7 separate regions of the Mus musculus genome follow, and regions 1, 3, 4, 5, 6 and 7 are each linked to region 2. The links are chromatin contacts, called in public promoter capture Hi-C maps. All regions are on one chromosome and are shown on one strand. The core of a region is the stretch at or near the end of the contact, and the rest is flanking DNA. Distances in the headings are between cores, read along the strand shown. Region 1 holds the start of Ube4b (ubiquitination factor E4B). Region 2 holds the start of Tardbp (TAR DNA binding protein). Region 3 holds the start of Nmnat1 (nicotinamide nucleotide adenylyltransferase 1). Region 4 holds the start of Mfn2 (mitofusin 2). Region 5 holds the start of Plod1 (procollagen-lysine, 2-oxoglutarate 5-dioxygenase 1). Region 6 holds the start of Ctnnbip1 (catenin beta interacting protein 1). Region 7 holds the start of Miip (migration and invasion inhibitory protein).

Region 1 (2,700 bases), core at 160-2,659, 800 kb after region 2:
AACTATTAAGTATATACACTTTGTTAATGTTAAATCTCAAGGAATCTGTAACTACCTCTCAAACACAAAGGTACCTTTGATAATTTATTACAATGAAATGGTCACATGTATCTGGGATTTCAAATCCTTCCCTTTAAAACTGCCATTAAACATCATGATTTTATGCAAAATTGTTCTTTAAAACCCCCGACGACGCAGACACACACAATATACCACGATCTAAATCGCGCCCCTCTTTCTCGAACACCCTTTTAAAAAGATTGAACACCTTCAAGATGCTCCTCACCACCCCACCCCCGTCTTCAGACCCTAAAAGAAAGAAAAGCGAGTGGAGTTCCGAATGAAGAAACGAGAGAGAATAAAGGAGAATAAAACGAGAGACCCTCTTGCATTCTCTATCTCTGGAGAATTTTAGTGATCGAGTAAACATACTGAGACGGTAGCCCAAAGTGGAGCCAAGGGCTTCTTACAATACAGCCAACCTGATGATGAATGACTACTTCCATTATATTTCATTATTCTTGAAAATGCCATCTCCGTTGCCTCCCCAATCCCAAGAGCCCGACACCACCAGGGCAAAAATCTGTCCCCATCCAAAGCGCCAAAGAGTTGCCAAGTAATCCTTTCAAGGTGCCCCCCCCCACGCCCCAGCCTCCTCACCTCGTCAGCGCTCAGCTCCTCCATCGCTTTCCTCTTAATGGTGAAAGGCGTTAGAGAGATCCTTCAGTTCTTGAGACCAGGGCGGGAGCAAAGGAAGAGTGGAAGGTATCTATCGGGCTGTCTGGTCCCCCAATGGGGGAGGTTTCAGAATTGCATAGTCAGAGGTTAAAAACTAAGAACACGAGGCACTGAATCGCCTTGGCTTCGGCCGCTCGCACCGCCGCAGCCTCCTCCAGCAGCAAGCGCCCAGAGCTGCCGCCTCTGGCCACGGCCACCGCTATGGGGTCCTCTCCAGGCGCCACTGACTCCCCTCAGCTTCCCAGGTTACCCAGGGCGGGCGGCGCGGTCTCCAGCTCGGCTCGTGCCCGCTGCGCGCCGTGTCTTCGTGGCGGTGACGCGGCAGCTGCGTTTTTTTCTCCCGCAGACCCTGCTCCGGGTCCCACCCCTGGGCCCAGGCGGGAACAGCTCCACTGCACACTGGATGCCCCCGAGGCGCGGCGACCCTACAGCAGCCCAGGCAGAGCCCAGCACCGGACCGGGAAGCCCCTCCCCTCTAAAAGCAGGCCAGGCTCGCCCCGCCTCCACGCGAGAACCCCGGTGGGGGGCAGGGGAGGGACGGGACTGGCGAAGCCCTCGCTGGAAGCGTAAATCCTCCTACCCCTCCAACCCTACTCTTACCCCCTCGCCCCACCAAGAATTATTCATCAAAACAACAGGGCGGCCATCTTTGAAAGGGGTCACGTGACCCTCGCCGGGGAGGCGGGGCTTCTCGCTCTGGGATTCGCCAGCCAATAAGCAGCGGGCGTCGCGCCGCCGATTTCCTCTTCGCTTGCATCCTGTCCCCGCCCCCTGCCCCACCCCCTCTTCCCTGAGCGGCGCCAGGCGGGGGGAGGGGCGAGAGGGGCTGCTAAGAGGAGACGAGGAGGAGGCGGGGCGGACAGTCACCATGGAGACTGAGCGGAGGCGAGGGGCGCGGTGGGCGGGGCCCAGGTAGAATTGCTGAGGGCAGGATGTGCCAATCCGAATATGGCCCTTCCACGGGCTCTCCCCTGCGCCTTGGGTTTCTGCGGTGCTAGTTTGTTCCCATGTGGATCCTGCTGTGGAGTGACTTGGAAATCCTCCAGGATGCTGCAAGCCGGCTACAGACATTAGAAGAACTGAGGAATCGGAAACACATTTGCTTTCTGCAGGGAGCATTTAGCACCATCCTGCAAATACCTTGTCCCACTCTTTTCCTCCCCCAGGAAAACCCATGGAAGAAAACTAACAGGATCTTAATTTTATTTTACCTTGTTCTTTTAGAGAGGTGCTCTGCTTTAAGGGTGTAGAGACTCAAATTATTGAGAAATGTATTGAACAATGACTTAGTAACTAACCCTTTGTAATGCCAGCTCGGCCGGACAACAAAAACTTACTTTACAATCAATGTATAAATACAAATTGAAAAATCTAACAGAACCGTGAAAATCCAGATTTTGCCACAAAGTATATATCGTATGGCTTACAAAAGCCATAATCATCTCGTTCTTAATTGTTCTTGAGACAGAATCTTGCTATGTATTTCAGATAGCCCCAAATTTGAAATCCTGCCTGAACGCTGGGGTATGCACCACCATCACAGATTACCCAACTATAACATTAATGTATGTATATGTGTATACATGTATGTATTTGAAACAGGGTCTCGCTGGCCTGGAACTCACAGAGATCTGCCTGCCTCTGCCTCCCAAGTGCTAGGGTTCATTACCGGCTACTCTTAGCTGAACTATAATCTTAAACATTCCACTCCTGTTTAAAAGAGTTACAGTTGATCTTATCCAAGGGGACAAGAAGTGACTAAAATAGTTACAATTTGTTTGCTACATGCTAAAAATGGGAACATGACTATTAGATATGCAAAGAGTCTGTGAGTAAAATTAAATCGCTGCAGGCTTTTCAGGACTGCATTCTACTTTCCAGGAAATGAATTCTGTGTAAGCCATTTTGCACCCCTAGTTACACTGATGTCAATTACATTGTTTTTCTGAAAACATGATAATT
Region 2 (2,740 bases), core at 19-2,518:
ATCTTTAAAAAAAAATGTGATTTTTGTCGAGCACGATAACCCACGCCTTTAATCTCAGCACTCTTGAGGCAGGCAGATCTTTTTGAGTTCGAGGCTGGCCTAGTCTACTGAGTTCCGGGGCAGCCACAGGGAAAACCGGTGTTCATGTGGCGCTCTGCCCGCCAGTTCTATTTTCTCAGCGCACACTATAAGCTTCCGGTGCTAAAATGGCAACAGTGTTACCATGTGGCCCGTTGGCTACAAAGCCAGACAAAAACAAGGTGTTAAAGAACTAAGTATCTGCCCCGATTTTTTTTCTTGCACTCGTCATTTCTTACCTGGAGCGCACAGATTACAGGCTACCGTATTTCGTAACCATTCTGAATTAAGTTTCTTCTATAGCCTGGACCTGAATCGGGTTTAGCACGTGCTTTAACGTGGAAAAAACCAGCCAAGCATTGGGATCTGAGGAACCCTCCCTGTGCTGGTGGAGCACGAACACCGACATCAGAACAGTTATCTAGCAGTTCTGGTGCTCATCCTCGGAAAGGTCTGGCTAAAGTTAGGCGTCGAGGGAGCAACGACGGCTACTCCGGGAGGTAGGCCGCCGCTTCCCAGAAGGCCGTGCGCGACAGACAACGTTGATGATTTTCCCCCCCTTTCAACTGGGCCCAGGGTGGGGCCCGCGGAGGTCCAAGTCCCATGGTGACAACAGTTATTCTCAAAAGCGACAATCTACAGGGACTAGGACGCCTGGAAACCCGGGGCGGCCACACACTTCCGCCCGTGGCTTCACAGCCAAGCAGAGGCCCGGCGTCCCGCTCCGGCTACTGCCCGCGCTTAGGCCTTAACGACGCGGCTGCGCGAGGCCAACCAGGCCCCGCTCTACCGCTCCCTCCCCGCGGCGCAGGCCGCACCGGGCCTCTCCGAAGCAACACTCGAGGCACGCAGGCCGGCCTTGGCGACCAACCTACCCGCTAGGCCACTGCTAGGAAGCACAAGGAGGAAGCACAGACGGGAAGGAATCCGACAACAGCCGCGCTACCGCTCCGTGCCCACAAAATGGCGCTAGGGCCGCCTCCCGCCCTCGCCCGCCTTCGGCCTCTCCCACTGGCTTCCCTGCAGGAGGGGCGCTCTCCGAGGGAAGCCACAGGCGCTCTCTCCTCCCAGAGGCTCGGATGCTAGCAGGCTCTTCGGCGTATAGAAAAAAGTAAAGAAACGCAACAATGAAAACAGCTGGGTCTGAAAAACTGACAGATGAAGGACAGAACGGCCACTCGGCCTTCCGAGTCCCCCTACGTAACGCGGTAGATGGCTTCGCCTGACCAACGGCCGGCCCTAGTCGAGGAGCTCGCGCGCGCCGAGAATGCGCGAGACTAGCGCAGGCCGGGACTGGGGCGGCAGGGGCGGGGCTAGGAGGGAAAGGGGGCGGAGCCTGCGACTGAACGCGTAAGGGCTTGGGGGGGAATCCCTGGGAACCCTGGGTTCCTAGTCTAAAGGCGACTCTTAAATGTCTTCTGCCTTTGCTCGTTAATTTCCAACGTGGAAACATTAACTTTGATCTGCAAAATGGTCCCTGTTCTAAGTACTATTTTGTATCAAGTACCTTTTAGCACTCTCTGGCTCTAGGGGGAGAAAAACAAACCAGAATCTTGTGAATGGCAGGCAAGTGTCTTCCCATTGACCTTGGGCTTAGCCATCAGATACTGTTTTAGAGACAGGGATCTCAAAGTCACTGTGTAGCCCAGGCTGTCCTTTAACTCATCAAGGCTGCCAAGTGTGGATGCTGCCCTAGCAGTCTACACGATAGTCGTGATACTCTCTCCTCTTTCAATAAGTGAAGAAACTGAGGCACAGAGTTGAGTACCTTGCATGAAGTCACCATGAGAAAGAGGCCCCACTAGGGTCTGAATCCTACAGCAAAAAACTACTTGGATGTTTCAGTATTTCGGTTCCAGTTGACGAGTCCTAGTATAACTTTAAAAAGGCTGAAGGCTAGCTCTACCACCAAGCAGCAGATGTAGACTCTTTACTCAGGGTTGGAATTTCTTGGTGTATCAGATTCAAAGCTTAGGCACAAAGGTTTTACACAGTTGCTTTATTTACTGAAACTGGGTCTTGCTGTACAGAACAGGCTGGCCTTGAGCTTGCTGGGTTCCTCCTGCCTCTGCCTCCCTTCTGGGAGGAATGGGGTAGGATTGCAGATCACCATCAGGCCAAGCCTTCCCACTTTAAGTTTATAAATGAATTCATTTCCTCCTCACAGCTACCTTGTAAGAAGATGGCATTGGAAGAACAGATGTTAATGTCTAGCCCCTAACTTCCATTAGAGCCCAGGCTGGCCAGGAACTCCTGGCCTGTCCTCCTGCCTCAACCATCTGAGTGCTGGGATTATAGGCATGAGTCCTTCCACCCAGCATTATTTACTTTTTGGTTTTGAACTTAACAAACAAACAAACAAAACAGGATTTCTGCGTAGTCTTTGGCTGGCTTAGAACTTACTGTGTAGACCAGGCTGGCCTCAGATTTGCTATGCCTTTCCTGAATCTGCGCCTTCAGTGTTGGGATTACAGGTGTGAGTCACCAAAATGGTTTTTTGTTTGTCTCCTAAGACAAGGTTTCATACAGCAGAGCCTGGGCCTGGCCTCCTGACTGTCCGGGATTACAGACCTGTGCTACCATGCCTGGAAAAGTCAAGAACTTTAACAGTAGTTTAAAAGGATGATTGCATTTTTTTTTTTTGATTTTTTTTTTTTTTTTT
Region 3 (2,700 bases), core at 35-2,534, 860 kb after region 2:
AGCCTCACTCTGCTGCTGTGACAAAACACTCTGACCAAAAGCAACTTGGGGAGGAAGGGTTCTTTTGCCTTATACTTCCAGGTCAGTCCATCACTGAAAGAATTGGGGCACGGGCTCTAGGAGGAACCTGAAGCAGACACTACTGAGGAATGAATGCTGCTGCCTCCTGGCTTAAACTCAGTCTGTAGACCAGACTGGCCCTGAACTCAGAGATATCATTCCATCTCTGCCTCTTTAGTGCCAATGCCCAGCACCTAGGAAGCTGGCTTTCTTATACAGCCCAGTACATCAGGGTGGCCTCGAACTCAGAAATCCACCTGCCTCTGCCTCCCGAGTGCTGGGATCAAAGGCCTGCGCCACCACGCCCGGCTTAACTATGAACTTCTAACACCCCCCCCCCTTCAACTTCACAAAGGCATCACTGTAAGCTATAACCTTTCGATTTCTTGTCTCCAAAGTCCCTGTTAACATTATAAAACAAAAGCATAGACCAACTTTCAAAATTCTCAGTCTTTCAAAATTTCAAAACTTTTAAAGTTCCGAGTCTCTTTAAAAGTCCAAGTCTTTTAATCATGAGCTCCTGTAAAATCAAAATAAGTTTCATACTTTCTAATCCCAAAAGGGCAGAACCAGAGAATAGGAATAATCACAATTAAGCAAACCCAGAATCCAACAGTGTAGCTCAATATCCGACATTTGGGACTCAGGATCTGGGTCCCAAAGGGCTGGCATAGCCCTTTCTCCACTCAGCTCCCTGGTAACAGTTTACAGTCCACTCAGCAGCAATTTAACTGGTTCTCAAAGGCTGTGTGGGCTTGCTCTTTCCCAGATTTGGAAACGACTAAAAGGGAATGTCCTTCTCAGCACTGGCTTTCCCCCATTGCCTCTCACCCACATCCCTCTAAGTTCATGGGCGTCTGCTCTCAAGAAATCTCTAGAGAGGAAGAATCCAGGCCACCCCAAGTGGGGGAACTGACCTGCACCAAGGTCACAGGAAAGTTACCAACTTTTTGGTTCCAAGAACTAAAGGGCAAGAGTTGACTATGAAGAGCTGGCCCCAGGGACCGTTACAAAAGTCTCTAAAGGCCCAGCCATTGTGCATTGTCCCTTGCTTGGCAAAGTACGGGTCACCGGGCTAACGCTCGCACAGGCTCGTCTCCTAGGACCTCGGTGGGTTGCTTACCAGGCCTTGAAGGCCAAACGGCCCTAGTCCTCCAGGAGACAACCTCGGCCCGGACGCCAGCGCAGGGAACACCGCCGCCTTGCTCTCATTGGCCCCACACAGCCGGAAGTGCGCGAATCCAGCGGAAGTGCTCGCTCCATGCGGTCCGCCAGGCCGGGGAGTCAGGTAGGCGGGGCCCCTGGTTCCAAACCCTGGGATCCGCTAGCGGGCGGCAGGCGGGGATCGGGAGGGCGAAGGAGGTTGTCCTGTTTTCCGATCAGGGAGGACGGAGAAGCGTTTCGCAGGCGTAGGACTCCCCGCCTCCTCAGGTGACCACCGGGCCTGCTGGAGCCCGGCCTTGGCGGGACCTGCACACCTCGGCGGGAGCTTGGAGTTCGTCTGTCCGCGGGGAGGAGGCCGGCATCCGAGCGTGCGGTCCGGCTCTGCCTTATTTTTGCTCCGGTGGTCCCGGGCCCGGGCTTTGCTCACCTCCGTCCCTGAGAAGGTGTGCTTTCTGCCCTTGCCTTCTCGTGCGTCTGAGTTGGACAGTTTTCCTCAAGCCGAGTCCCGAGTGCTGTGGCCTCACCCAGAGGAGACTCGGCAAAAGCTACGGGAGGCACAGCCCAGGGATTCAGTGGCCTCTCCCGCGTCTTCCTAGGAATGGAGAACGTATTTCAGTTACAGTCTGCTTAGCGGGAAGTGATCTGGACAGCTGTAGGCCAAGTTCAGACACAGCAAATAAAACTCTTAACAGTTTTACCTTGTTCTAGCCAGCTCCACCCCAGGAGGTTTGAAGTTTGAGCCTCCGGTAAACTTTATGACAACTTCGCTTTCCTCAAATTGATGACACTCAGAGCTCCGACAGTTGGCGAGTTTTGAGCACCGTGCACGGGACAGGATACTGGAACCCCGGTGAGCGTGAATGAATATATTCCACTCCAGATGACAGTGTTGGCCATTTCGGCAGTCTCAAAGGAAACGCATCACTTTTATTCAATACTAGGTGGTGCCAGTGAGTCAAATCTTTCTGGTCTAAATCTGTAGTGTGGTTAAAGTTTTTTTGTTGTTGCTTTGTTTTTTTTTTTTTGTTTTTGTTTTTTTTTTTTTTGTTTGTTTGTTGTACAAGCCTTTATTTTTCCTTAAATTTATTCAGAATAACTTTGCCTTTTGAGACTGTATTGCAGCTTGGGAGTGCAGTCTGGCGTAGCGTATATGTAGCATTCTGGTTCCTCCATTTCCCCCAAGAAGAGATAAATTTTTGTGTTAAACAGTAATAACTTACTGTGCAGGGGATTTATCTTAATGGTAGAGTCCTTGCTTAGCAGGAATGAGCGCCTGGATTCAATCCCCTGTTCTGGGGGAAGAAAAACAAGTCTGGGCATGTTAGCACATACCTGTAATCTTAGAAAAAATATGTTCTTTTCATTTTACATTTTCATAATTTACTTTTTTCTTTTTCTTTTTTTGGGGGGCGTGGTTCTAGACAGGGTTTCTCTGCGTAGTTCTGGCTGTCCTGGAACTCACTCTGTAGACCAGGC
Region 4 (2,700 bases), core at 109-2,608, 720 kb before region 2:
TATGTTTAATCAGGTGTTAAAGCCAAACTAACTCATCCCTGAGGGAAGCTTACTCATTGCGGTGTTGAGGAAGCAGGTGAGGAAGTGTGTGTGTGGAGGGGGAGGAGACAATAACAATGACAATGAGACAAACACATTAGCCGTGTGCTAATATATTAAGCCATGTGCTAATGCAAGGCACCAAAGAGGTCCTCGCTAAGACACAGCCAGAGAGAGAAGGGAGCTGAATCAGGCCAAGGCCTGGCCTTCAGGACTGGGGAACTGCCAACTAGAAGTGGAAGGGGAGTGGAGAGGAGAGGAAGAAAAATAGACCTGACAAAGGCCAGAGTATCCCTGCTACTGTAAAGTCTCTCCTTCCATTCTCAAGTCTATGGAGCAAACTTGGTCTCTACAGTACTAGGAAGATGTATAGAGCCAAGCAGCCAAGCTAGACACCAAACTACACTAGCTGTGACTCCAAAGCTCACTTGTGTTTTCCTACCTAAGACAAAAAGGGGACAATCAAGAGTCCTTTTCTGACGAAGGGAGAGATGATTGGCAAAGCTAGAAAACAGGATAGAAAAGTACTACAAGAGATGGAGGCCAGTAGTGTTGCCTTTCTCCTTCCAAACAGCTATCTTTTTCAGTATTCACTGTGGCCTTTCAATGTGTTAGGTGCTAGGGTCAGGGACGGATTAAGAATAGCTCCAACCCTCAGAGTCTTAACGGTGCAATGAAAAGGCATATAAGTAAAAAGACTTCCACCGTAAGTGGGGTACAGTGAACCGGGTGCTGAAAAAAAAAAAATGCTGGCAAAAAAAGAAAAGTACTGGATGAAAACCGGGAATGGGTCAGGGACCTTGAATGGAGATCACAGGGCTGAGACATCAGGGTGTGGGGAGCTGCGAGGAGGAGCCCACCTCCCAGCCTTCAGTCCGGTGGCCCGCCCCCTCCTCAGAGCCGAGCAGGGCTTGACGGCGAGGCCGCAGCAGGGGAAACGCCCGTGTGACCCGAGCCTGAGCCCGAGGCCCAGAGGCCCCAGAGGCCCAGCGTCCTAAGCCGGGTGGCTCAGGACTCTCCCGGCCCGGGCCTGCCGGTTCCACCACCCCGGCGCGCTCGCCCTCTCACCTTCACCTTCCCGGCCTCGCGGCGGCCATCACACCCAACACGTCACTAGCCGGCGCCACACCGAGAGAAGCGGGAGGGGAGGGGGCTGCGCTCGTCACTCGCCCCGCTGCAGCCCGGACGAGCCGATGGCCTCTGAACGCTGTCACCTCAACCTTACCACTCCTATACCACAGTGTCTAGGAACTCCGCGCTCCAAAAGGAGCCCCCGCGTGCCTGGTAACCGTCCCGTGTCTCGTGCAGATGACGTAAGCTGTAGGGTGGGGCTCCCAGCGCGTCATGGGAGTTGTAGTTTGGATCAGCGTCCGTCAGGGTGGGGTAGGGCGGAGCCTCGAGCTGTCAAGCAGGGGTTGGAGGGGTGGGAGAACGGGACGGGGGTTGGGGGAGGGGAGAGGGTGGACGGCGGGGAGGGGAGCGGGCAGGACACGACAAGGGTACCGATTAGAGGTTTGCGTGCGCCTTTTTTGTTGTTGCGCCTTTTTTGTTGTTGCTGCTCCAGAATTTGACCCTGTATAACACCTGTCAGTTTTGAAATCCAGACTCGCATTTCATAATCCGAGTGTCTTCAAAGGGAACAAACAGACCGTTAGGGTGAAGTAATTGTCCTTCAGTTGCCTTTGAGGCAACTAAACAGCAGCCACAACGCATCAGGCAGCTACTAGGTGACAGTCATTGCACTGGCTATCTAACATGCAGTTTTTAATTTTCACTCAGTCCCAGGACATTCAGGACATGATTATCCAACCTCACATGCCATTCACTGGCCCCTCATTTTGTTCCAAGAACTGGGATACTGCATTGGACCCCAAGCTGGGAGGGCTCCAAGCCTGGGCTCTGTAGTAACACCCACCAGCCACTTGTAGCTACTGAGACCCTGAAATGCAGCTGCTACAAACTGAGAAATGCCCCAATGTTTAATATAAAAAGAAATGCAAACTACCTTATTAGTAATTTTATATTGATGTGTTGTTATAGCTTTGGATAAACTGGGCTAAATGAAATACATTATCTTAATTAAATCGCCCCCCCCACCCCGTTTCTTCTTACTTCTAAAAGTAGAGCTAATAGTGGCGGTCACAAAAAAGGCTCAGTAGGTATAAATGGCTGCTACCAAGCCTGACAGCTTGAGTTCCATCTCCAGGAACCCACACGGTGGAAGGAAAGAACCTGCTCATAAAATGTTGTCCTCTAACCTCCGTACAAGAGCCAGGGCACGTGTACATCAACCACACACGATAAATGAATATGGTTGGGGCCTAGAGAGATGGCTTTTACAGAGGACCCAACACCTACATGTTAGCTCACATCGGTAACTACAATTCAGGGGATCCAGTGTCCTCTCTGTCTTCCAGGGGGAACCAGGCACACTTCTGATACACTTCCATACATGCAGGCAGCATCCCATACACATTAAATAAAAACAACAAGCCAAGTATTTAAAAGCAGATAATATGGCTAGCTGAATATTTTAACTGTGTCTGTGGCCCATGCGACCTTGCTTTTGTTTGTTTGGGGGCAGGCTTCCCACTATGTAGCCCAAACCAGCCTTGAATTGATGATCTTTTTACTCTGCCTCCCAAGGGCTAGGACTGTAGT
Region 5 (2,700 bases), core at 96-2,595, 690 kb before region 2:
TGCACACATTACCAACTCTGTAGTCGGGACTTATCAGAGTCTCTTATCTATCTTCCTTTGATGCTAGATTAGACCCTACCAAAACAAACAAACAAACAAAAAAACCCCAAAACAACAACAACAACAAACCTAGCTGCTCTGAGCTTGGAGAGAAAATGCCCAGAGCCTTGACTTTAAGGGGACTCAGGGGCTGGTCTTATTTGAGGAATCTCTTGTGATCTCTAGAAATGAGGTCTTGCCACTCTGTGTTGGAGTCTAAAATACCAAGCTTCTCAAAAACTGTGCATCACCAACGCGAAAGGCGTGTGACCCTATGTATAACTGAGCACAGATGGAAGACGGAGCAGGCATGCAAAAACCTGTGGCTCCCAGCACATGGGTTTCAAAGCCAGGTTCTTTTCCTTTCCTTTTTTTTTTTTTTTTTTTTTTCTTCCTTTCTTTCCTTTTTGGTCAGGGTCTCATGTAGTCTAGACTGACTTTAACCCTTCGTGTAGTTGAGGATGACCTTGGACTTCTGATAACCCTGCTTCAACCTCCCTGAGTACTGGGGTTATAAGCATGCACAACTATGTTTAGTTTATGCAGCGCTGGGGACCAAACCCTGGGCTGCATGCGAGCTAGGCAAGTGCTCTTACCAACAGGGCTCACCCACCGGAGCCCTCCACATTCCTACCACCCACCATGTTCAGGCCAACTCCCATGTCTCCAGCAACATGGGTGGAAGAAAACAGGATGCCCTGGAGAATGCGGCTGATTTGGAGCCTCAGTTTGTAAAGCTGGAAAACGGGGTTAACATAAGAAAACACTTCCAGCAAACGTATTTAACTGGTGCTTAACTAGTGAGGCCAGGCTGCAGCAGATCGTGTACGATAAACGGGAGTCTTGCTACTTATTATGGGAATTGTGATCATGGACTCCTCTGAGCGCCAAATGAGGGTAGGGGGCGCGCAAGGGGAGAGTGTACTTCGGCTGTCCCCTCCTCTGCCCGCAGCACAAACCTAGGAATCCCGACCCCATGAGAGGAAGTGATCTACCGGAGTCACCCGCGGGCAAGTGGACAGATGACCGCAACCCAGCTCCCCGGCTCCCCCCCTTCCAGCCCAGGTCGCCTGGACACCCCGGTCCTCGGCGAGACAGACGGCCAGGCACAGCTCCGCCGCCGCGTCCTCACCCTCTAGCTTGGCGTCATCCTTCGCCTGGACCAGAAGAAGCCAGGCCAACGGGGCCAGGAGCAGCAGGGACCGCATAGCGGAGTCTCGGGAACAACCCGCCGGCACTGAGACAGAAGCTGAACTGGAAACTTCGCGACGGGGCCGGCGGGCGCTGCCACGCACTGAGCCCGCCCCGGGGGCGGTGCCGCGCACGCCTCCGCCCGCCTCGGGGAAGGGTTTTCCTGCTTAGGCTTCTAGGTCCTCCAGACTTGGGGCAGGTCGTTGTGCCCCCTGGGTCCCGATGCCGGACCGTCCATGCTCTCCCTCCCCCGCTTCTCTCCAAGTGGGCGAGGAGGGCGAGGCCTTGATGTCTAGAAGAGGAGACTTAATATCATCTGCACCGCGATGGTGGGAATATATATATAAAGTCTAGCCCCAGCTCCCAAAAGAGAATCACTTAATTCAACTTTCCGCTCCCTGGAAGGAAATCAGAAAGTAGTCAAGGAAATTGCAGCGGTTAATTATGGGATGGATGTGTGTGTGTGTGGTGATGGTGGGGGGGGGGTATTAGATGGATGGATAAGTGGGTGTGTAAGTGGGTGAGTGAGTGGATGGTTGGATGGCGGTATAGGTGGATGGATGGGTAAGTGGCTGGCTGGCTGGATAGATGGATGATGGGGGGCCAGATGGATGGATGGGTGAGTGAGTGGATGGATGAATGAGGGCTAAGTGGATGGAGTGAAAATTTTCAGTGCCATTCACAGACAAAGTAAAAGAAGGTCAAAAGTTTCTGGAGCAAGGGTTCCTGGTCCAGATGTGAGCCAAGCACATCTACATTTAGACAAAATCTGTCAAGCCGTAGAAGAGAGCTCAAACAGGGACCCTGGAATCTCAGTCCCACAGATTAGATCCTAGGGCAGGGTTCGGGAGGGCGGGGGAGGAGGGGCTTGACGAAATCAGGGAGTTAGGGAGATTTGGTCTTTCACAAAGGAAACAGGCATCTACAGGATGCTAAGTGGGAAAGGTTTTCTCTTCAGTATGACTCATTGTTAAAGATAGATCCTCTGCCTAGCAGATAGGTCAAAACAAGGTTGGGTGGGGTAGGGTGGGGTCTGCCCAAATCCTAGCACTCAGGAGGTAGAAGAGCTCCATTGTCCAAAGCCAGCCTGAGCTGCACAGCCAGACTCAGTCAGAGAAGGGAGGAAGAAGGTGTCAAAGCGAGCTGGAATCCCAGCACTCAGGAGGCATAGCAGGATCAGGAGTTCAAGACATGCTCAGCCGTAGAGCTAGTGACCATATAGCTTGAGGCTAGTGTGGACTGTGTGAGACCTCAACAACACACACCCACCCCCAACACAGGAAACTTACAGACCAATGTTTGCAATGATTATTTCCAAGTTGTGGAATAAACATGTTCATAACTTATGCAGCGTTTCTAGGTCATATTATTGGGAATCGTTCTTCTTTTCTTGTTTCTCTTTTTCTTGAGAAAGATGTACAATACTTGTACAATTGAAGAACCACGTGTCCTTTCTGGGAAATAAGAACA
Region 6 (2,700 bases), core at 188-2,687, 890 kb after region 2:
ACCAATAAAATTCATAGGTTTACCAAGTTGGATTTTGGTAGAGTTTTGGTCTGCAGTTGGCTCCCTGTCTGAGGTGAGTAGATGTTTGCTCTCCCCAGGCATAGTCATATAACAACAACACACAAGAGTTTACAAGCTGGGTATGATGGCGCACGCCTTTAATCCCAGCACTTGGGAGGCAGAGCCAGGCAGATTTCTGAGTTCGAGGCCAGCCTGGTCTACAGAGTGAGTTCCAGGACAGCCAGAGCTACACAGAGAAACCCTGTCTTGAAAAAAACAAACAAACAAACAAAAAAACAAAAACAAACAAAAAAAAAAACAAACACAGTTTACTGTATTTTTAAGGTTTTAGTTTTTGTCATTTAAAATTCTATTTTTACTATGGAATGCTTCACAGATCTGTGTGTCATCCTTGTGCCAGGCCCATGCTGATCTCTGTATTGTTTCAATTTTAGTATGTATGCTACCGGAATGAGTACCATTTTTAGTTTTTAAATTTATTTATTCAATTGATTTTTATGTGTGGATGCCTGTTGTATGTATACCATGGGTAGGTGCCCATGGACACTAGCAGAGAGTATACTCAGCTAAGAGCTCTTGCTGCTTCTGTAGAGGACCAGAGTTCAGTTCCCAGCCCCACATGGTTGCTCGCAACTGTCTGTAATTCGTTTCAGGGAATCCATGCCAAGGCATTAGACATACATGTGGCACACATACAAACATGGAGGCACACACATAAATTTTTCAAAAATAAATTGGAAATGATACCACTCTTAAGCATTCATGTGCCTTTAAACTAAAAGCAATTTGCCGAAAATGAACAATTTTCCCCTTTCAACCTCTCCAGATACAGCAAGACTGCCGGTAGAAAGATTTTAATCACAGAGGCCCTGGGCACTCTGGATTTCACAGACCCCAGGCTAGGCCCCAAATTCAAGAGCAGACCTAACTGTTCCAAGATACCACGCCCACGCCACTAAATAGTCTGCAACCTCTTCCATTTCATTCTTTCTGGGGTTCTGGGTCAAGTGGCCTCAGTGAAAATTCTACCCTATATGACCCCTCACTCTAGCCTCGCCTGCTCCTCCCCTGGGTTCTCAGTACAGACAGAGCCCCTACCCACCCACCGCGAGACCCCGCCCACGAGCCTCTGGTCCCGCCCTCAACCAGAGATGACCAATGAGTTGTCCTTCTCGTGTTGAGGCTCAGGGTTCCGCCCTCCAGCAAGCAGCCCGCCCCAAAGGTGTGTTAACCAATGCCTGTTCCTTTCCCGCTCTAGGGGCTCCACCCCTTCAGGCCCCGCCCCTCAGGGTACCTCCCTCTGGGGCGTGGTCGGCGCCGCGCCTCCGCCGCGCGCGCGGAGCCTGATGCCGCCCCCCTCCGCCGGTCCCTCCTCCGGCAGCCTGGCGCCTCCCTCCCTCCCGGCCGCGGTGACTCACGGAGAGGCGGAGGCTGAGGCGGCCGCTCCTGGTGCTGCTGCCGCCGCCGCGGCTGCTTCTCCGGCTGAGCGCGCCCCGGAACAGGCCGCCGCGCTCCGGACCCGCAGCCCCCGGCGCCGCGCGTTCGGGCGGCCCAGGTAAGCGCGAGGCCGGGCCGCGACCGCAGCATGGGGGCCGGCGCTGCGCCGGGACGCGGGGGAGCCGCCGGCCCTTTGTCTCCCGGGGAGGGGCCGCGGAAGGCACCTTCGACCCCGCAGAGACCCACCGGGCCGGCTCCGCTGGCGCGGCGCCCTGGGCCTGGACCCGTCGTCCCCACCACACCCGGCGCTGCTACCTCCCGCCGCAGACCACCCTGCTGCCTTCCTCCCTTTCTCTTGGGGGTCTCCTCCACAGGTGTCCCAGTTGCTCACCCCTCTGGGCCCGCGTGCTTGTCATCGTCTGTCCACCCTCCTGGTCCCATTGCCCTGTCTCTTCCTCACCTTACCGCACCTCTTTCCCAGCATCCTGACTCTCCATGTTTCCCTTCCTAGATGCTGCCAAGGTCTGTCTGTCCGCCCAGCTGCCCTTCCTCCCTTTCTAGTTTAAATGCACCGTCCGCTCCCCTGATTCCACCTCTCCTTGGTGTTTTTGGAAGGTACATGTGAGAGACACATGTCTCACCTTCGCAGGGCACTTGGGAACGTGAGCCTGCAGATTAACCACTCGGACCTCCAAATTGCATGTATCCCCTCCTTTTTGCCACCCCTATCAAGGTTGCACTTCCCTTTTCCGTGAGCCTGGAGCTCTGGACACTTTACCTGCAGAGGCCCTGCAGCCTTTGCATGCTTCTGTGTATGGAACTTGACTTAGGAGTAACTCTGCCGGTTAGCTCATGGGAAGGCCCAAGGGGATCAAGAGTTTTATGAATAATGAGACGTGCGGCTTGCAGCACTTTCTATCTGAGGATCTAACTATGCTCTAGCTGTTAATTATTCTGTCTCCTGTCACTTACAGATCCAAAGGAAGTGTGCCTAGATAACTGCTGGGTAAACTGAGGCACAGAGTATGTTGCTGTGGGATCTGGAGGCAAGTCAGTTTGTCTTGAGATTTAGTTCTCAAGTGGCTTCTGGCTTCTTGGCTTCTGGCTCGCTCCTACCACCACCAGGCTCTTGTTCCTGGCTGGAAACCCTGTGATAACTGATCTCTGCTGCCATGAAGGTGTCTGGAGACGCCAGCACTTCCTTGGATTCAAAGCAGGACTTTGAATCACAAATAAAGGTGC
Region 7 (2,700 bases), core at 156-2,655, 760 kb before region 2:
ACGTCTAGGGGCTTTACCTTCCAGGGAGAAACGCTCTAAGTCGGGGTCTCATACTATCTGGAGCTGGCACTGAACCCAGAACTGGAAGCATTAAGCCTTTTTCTCTGCCACAAGTCTTCTCCTGGTCAATTCATTTCTTTGCTTTTCTTTCTTTCTTTCTTCCTTTCTTTAATTTGCATGTATATCCCAAGGTCACACAGCTACTAAATGTCAAAAGCAGGGTTTGAACCAAAATGTAGGTTCCTGCTTGTTGTGCAGTGGCTACTTCCCCTGACTTTCAAACTTCTCCCTGATGGTGGGAGGAGAGAATCTCTTCAGAAGGCTGCAAATTCCTAGAGCTCCCTCCACAAGGTTGATTTAAACTATGTCCAGGGGAGAGCATTCTCAGATGGAGCTGCCTGAAAGCTGCGCGGGGGTGGATCAGAACCCGTGCTCGGTGGGACTGTCAGTGATGTAGCTGCCTTTGGGTCATGACCCCAATACGTACACTCCTTGGTTCACCCAGCCACACTTGGGTGGAATCGTTTCTCTGTTCTGTTGGCTGTGCTCTGGGGCAAATAAACCTTTGTTGACACATGACTCCCTATGAAGGGTCTGCACGGAGGAAAGCATGGCCCTGACTGGGACACAAACCCCACCCCCACCCCTTCTCCGGCCAGCTTTGGTCCTCAAAAATTATACTCAGGGGCTCTCTCTCTCTCTCTCTCTCTCTCTCTCTCTCTTTCTCAAAGATTTATTTATTTGTTCGGACACACCAGAAGAAGGCGTAGGATTCCATTACTGATGGTTGTGAGCCACCATGTGGTTGCTGGGAATTGAACTCAGTGGTTAAGAGCACTGAGCCGTCTCTCCAGACACTTTCTTTTGCTTCTGGAAGAGATGTCTGCAATATAAAGAAGCACTTCCCACTTCTCTTACAACCCCAGCCCAGACTCCTCCAGCCGAATCAGACCCCCCTATCCTTCCCAGCCCTGCCACCCTACAGGCCCCTGGAGACTTGGGTTTCGGAGCAGGCTGCAGGGGGCGAGCAGAGAAGACCCCAGCATCTCACTCACGCGCACTCAGGCAGGGTGCACACCGGGGCCTAGGCGCTTGCCCCTTCTCTACCGGTCTAGCGGGACGAAGGCACGCCTCTGTGGTCCCGAGATCAGCGGCTGCCATGGATAAAAGGACGCCAACGCTCTCCGCCCGAAAGCCCAGATTCCCAGCAGCCGGGGAATCCGCCTCCAGCAGGGGCGGAACCTCCAGTGGTTGTCCTAATTGGCTAAGGCTGGGGCGGGGCCTCCGCCGCTGTCCTGCTCGGCCAATTGACAGTGCCAGGACGCCTTATATTTGTTTCTTCGCATCCGGAAGCGGCAGTTTCAATATGGAAAGGAGGGGCTAATGGGACCTCATTGCTGATTGGTTAACTGTTAATGCTAATTCTACCAATTCAAATTGAGGACAGGCTCTGGTTGGTCAGTAGTACTCGGTTACGCAATTTCCGGATGTAAAGTCTCTAATGGCAGTGGATAGGTGGGGCTAGAGACTCCGGCAACTTTGACCTTTTCACGCGGACCCCACACTAGCAACTCCCCAGAGTGCTTTTGCCAGGGACGAACTGGAATTTGGATCCGAGGCTTGTAGGACGCAGTAGCCGAGTTCTAGGGAAACAAAAGTCTGAAGATGAATTTCCCACGTGCGCTTGCTGGTTTCTCGAGCTGGCTCTTCAAACCTGAACTTGCCGAGGACTCTCCGGATAATGACTCTCCGGATAATGACACTGTTAACCCATGGCGTGAGCTGCTGCAGAAGATAAATGTGGCCGATCTCCCCGATTCATCCTTTTCGAGCGGTAAGGAACTTAATGACTCTGTGTACCATACTTTTGAACATTTCTGCAAGATTAGGGACTATGACGCAGTTGGCGAGCTGCTTCTGGCATTTCTGGATAAAGTAACAAAGGAAAGGGACCAATTCAGAGATGAAATTTCCCAGCTCCGAATGCACATAAATGATCTAAAGGCTTCTAAGTGTGTCCTGGGGGAGACTCTTCTTTCCTACCGCCACAGGATTGAAGTTGGGGAAAAACAGACTGAAGCCCTCATTGTGAGGTTAGCTGATGTGCAATCCCAGGTCATGTGTCAGCCTGCCCGGAAAGTGTCTGCAGATAAGGTGAGGGCACTGATTGGTAAAGAATGGGATCCGGTAACCTGGGATGGAGATGTGTGGGAGGACATAGATTCTGAAGGGTCTGAGGAAGCTGAGTTGCCCACTGTCTTGGCCTCTCCATCCTTGTCTGAGGAAAGTGGTTATGCCTTGTCTAAAGAACGCACCCAGCAGGACAAAGCAGATGCCCCTCAGATCCAGTCTTCAACATCCTTAGTTACTTCTGAACCTGTCACCAGACCCAAGTCTCTGTCTGACCTTACAAGTCAGAAACACCGCCATACTAATCATGAACTCAATTCACTTGCTCACTCAAATCGCCAAAAGGCAAAGGAACATGCTAGGAAATGGATTTTAAGGGTGTGGGATAATGGTGGGAGGCTCACAATACTGGATCAGATTGAATTTCTCAGTTTAGGTCCTTTGAGCCTTGATAGTGAGTTTAATGTCATAGCCCGCACTGTTGAAGATAATGGTGTGAAGAGTTTGTTTGATTGGTTGGCTGAAGCATGGGTCCAGAGATGGCCTACTACAAGAGAGCTGCAGTCGCCT

The links. Promoter capture Hi-C pulls out the DNA fragments that hold promoters and counts their contacts.
Region 1: a promoter capture Hi-C map of pre-B cells shows a contact between it and region 2, with 3 times the contacts expected there. The contact joins the promoter of Ube4b here to the promoter of Tardbp in region 2. A contact is called at or near these places in 8 of 39 promoter capture datasets (the 3T3-L1 cell line, the C10 cell line, cranial neural crest and 4 more).
Region 3: a contact with region 2 is called in a promoter capture Hi-C map of hippocampal neurons, with 5 times the contacts expected there. The contact joins the promoter of Nmnat1 here to the promoter of Tardbp in region 2. A contact is called at or near these places in 4 of 39 promoter capture datasets (cranial neural crest, hippocampal neurons, liver and 1 more), 1 of 484 Hi-C or Micro-C datasets (B cells) and 1 of 115 datasets of contacts at active chromatin or transcription factors (bone marrow-derived macrophages).
Region 4: a contact with region 2 is called in a promoter capture Hi-C map of pre-B cells, with 2.1 times the contacts expected there. The contact joins the promoter of Mfn2 here to the promoter of Tardbp in region 2. A contact is called at or near these places in 2 of 39 promoter capture datasets (erythroid cells and pre-B cells).
Region 5: a contact with region 2 is called in a promoter capture Hi-C map of pre-B cells, with 3 times the contacts expected there. The contact joins the promoter of Plod1 here to the promoter of Tardbp in region 2. A contact is called at or near these places in 4 of 39 promoter capture datasets (the C10 cell line, cranial neural crest, liver and 1 more).
Region 6: a promoter capture Hi-C map of pre-B cells shows a contact between it and region 2, with 2.6 times the contacts expected there. The contact joins the promoter of Ctnnbip1 here to the promoter of Tardbp in region 2. A contact is called at or near these places in 3 of 39 promoter capture datasets (the HPC-7 cell line, liver and pre-B cells).
Region 7: a contact with region 2 is called in a promoter capture Hi-C map of pre-B cells. The contact joins the promoter of Miip here to the promoter of Tardbp in region 2. A contact is called at or near these places in 1 of 39 promoter capture datasets (pre-B cells) and 1 of 115 datasets of contacts at active chromatin or transcription factors (pancreatic cancer cells).

The regions. Positions count from the first base shown.
Region 1 is chr4:149,425,222-149,427,921 of GRCm38.p6, forward strand. It overlaps Ube4b (ubiquitination factor E4B), which reads right to left and starts at 1,410. Exons shown (of 27, transcript NM_022022.3): 1 at 661-1,410. The coding sequence starts at 684.
Region 2 is chr4:148,625,728-148,628,467 of GRCm38.p6, forward strand. Tardbp (TAR DNA binding protein) reads right to left here and starts at 1,269. Exons shown (of 6, transcript NM_145556.4): 1 at 954-1,269.
Region 3 is chr4:149,483,926-149,486,625 of GRCm38.p6, forward strand. Nmnat1 (nicotinamide nucleotide adenylyltransferase 1) reads right to left here and starts at 1,285. Exons shown (of 5, transcript NM_133435.2): 1 at 1,184-1,285. Lzic (leucine zipper and CTNNBIP1 domain containing) reads left to right here and starts at 1,341. Exons shown (of 7, transcript NM_026963.6): 1 at 1,341-2,074.
Region 4 is chr4:147,903,551-147,906,250 of GRCm38.p6, forward strand. Mfn2 (mitofusin 2) reads right to left here and starts at 1,359. Exons shown (of 19, transcript NM_133201.3): 1 at 1,108-1,359.
Region 5 is chr4:147,935,431-147,938,130 of GRCm38.p6, forward strand. It overlaps Plod1 (procollagen-lysine, 2-oxoglutarate 5-dioxygenase 1), which reads right to left and starts at 1,346. Exons shown (of 19, transcript NM_011122.3): 1 at 1,172-1,346. The coding sequence starts at 1,247.
Region 6 is chr4:149,516,804-149,519,503 of GRCm38.p6, forward strand. It overlaps Ctnnbip1 (catenin beta interacting protein 1), which reads left to right and starts at 1,438. Exons shown (of 5, transcript NM_023465.4): 1 at 1,438-1,576. Gm24381 (a small nuclear RNA gene) reads right to left here and starts at 479; the gene lies at 376-479.
Region 7 is chr4:147,867,314-147,870,013 of GRCm38.p6, forward strand. Miip (migration and invasion inhibitory protein) reads right to left here and starts at 1,406. Exons shown (of 10, transcript NM_001025365.2): 1 at 1,056-1,406. Fv1 (Friend virus susceptibility 1) reads left to right here and starts at 1,666. Exons shown (of 1, transcript NM_010244.3): 1 at 1,666-2,700. The coding sequence starts at 1,666.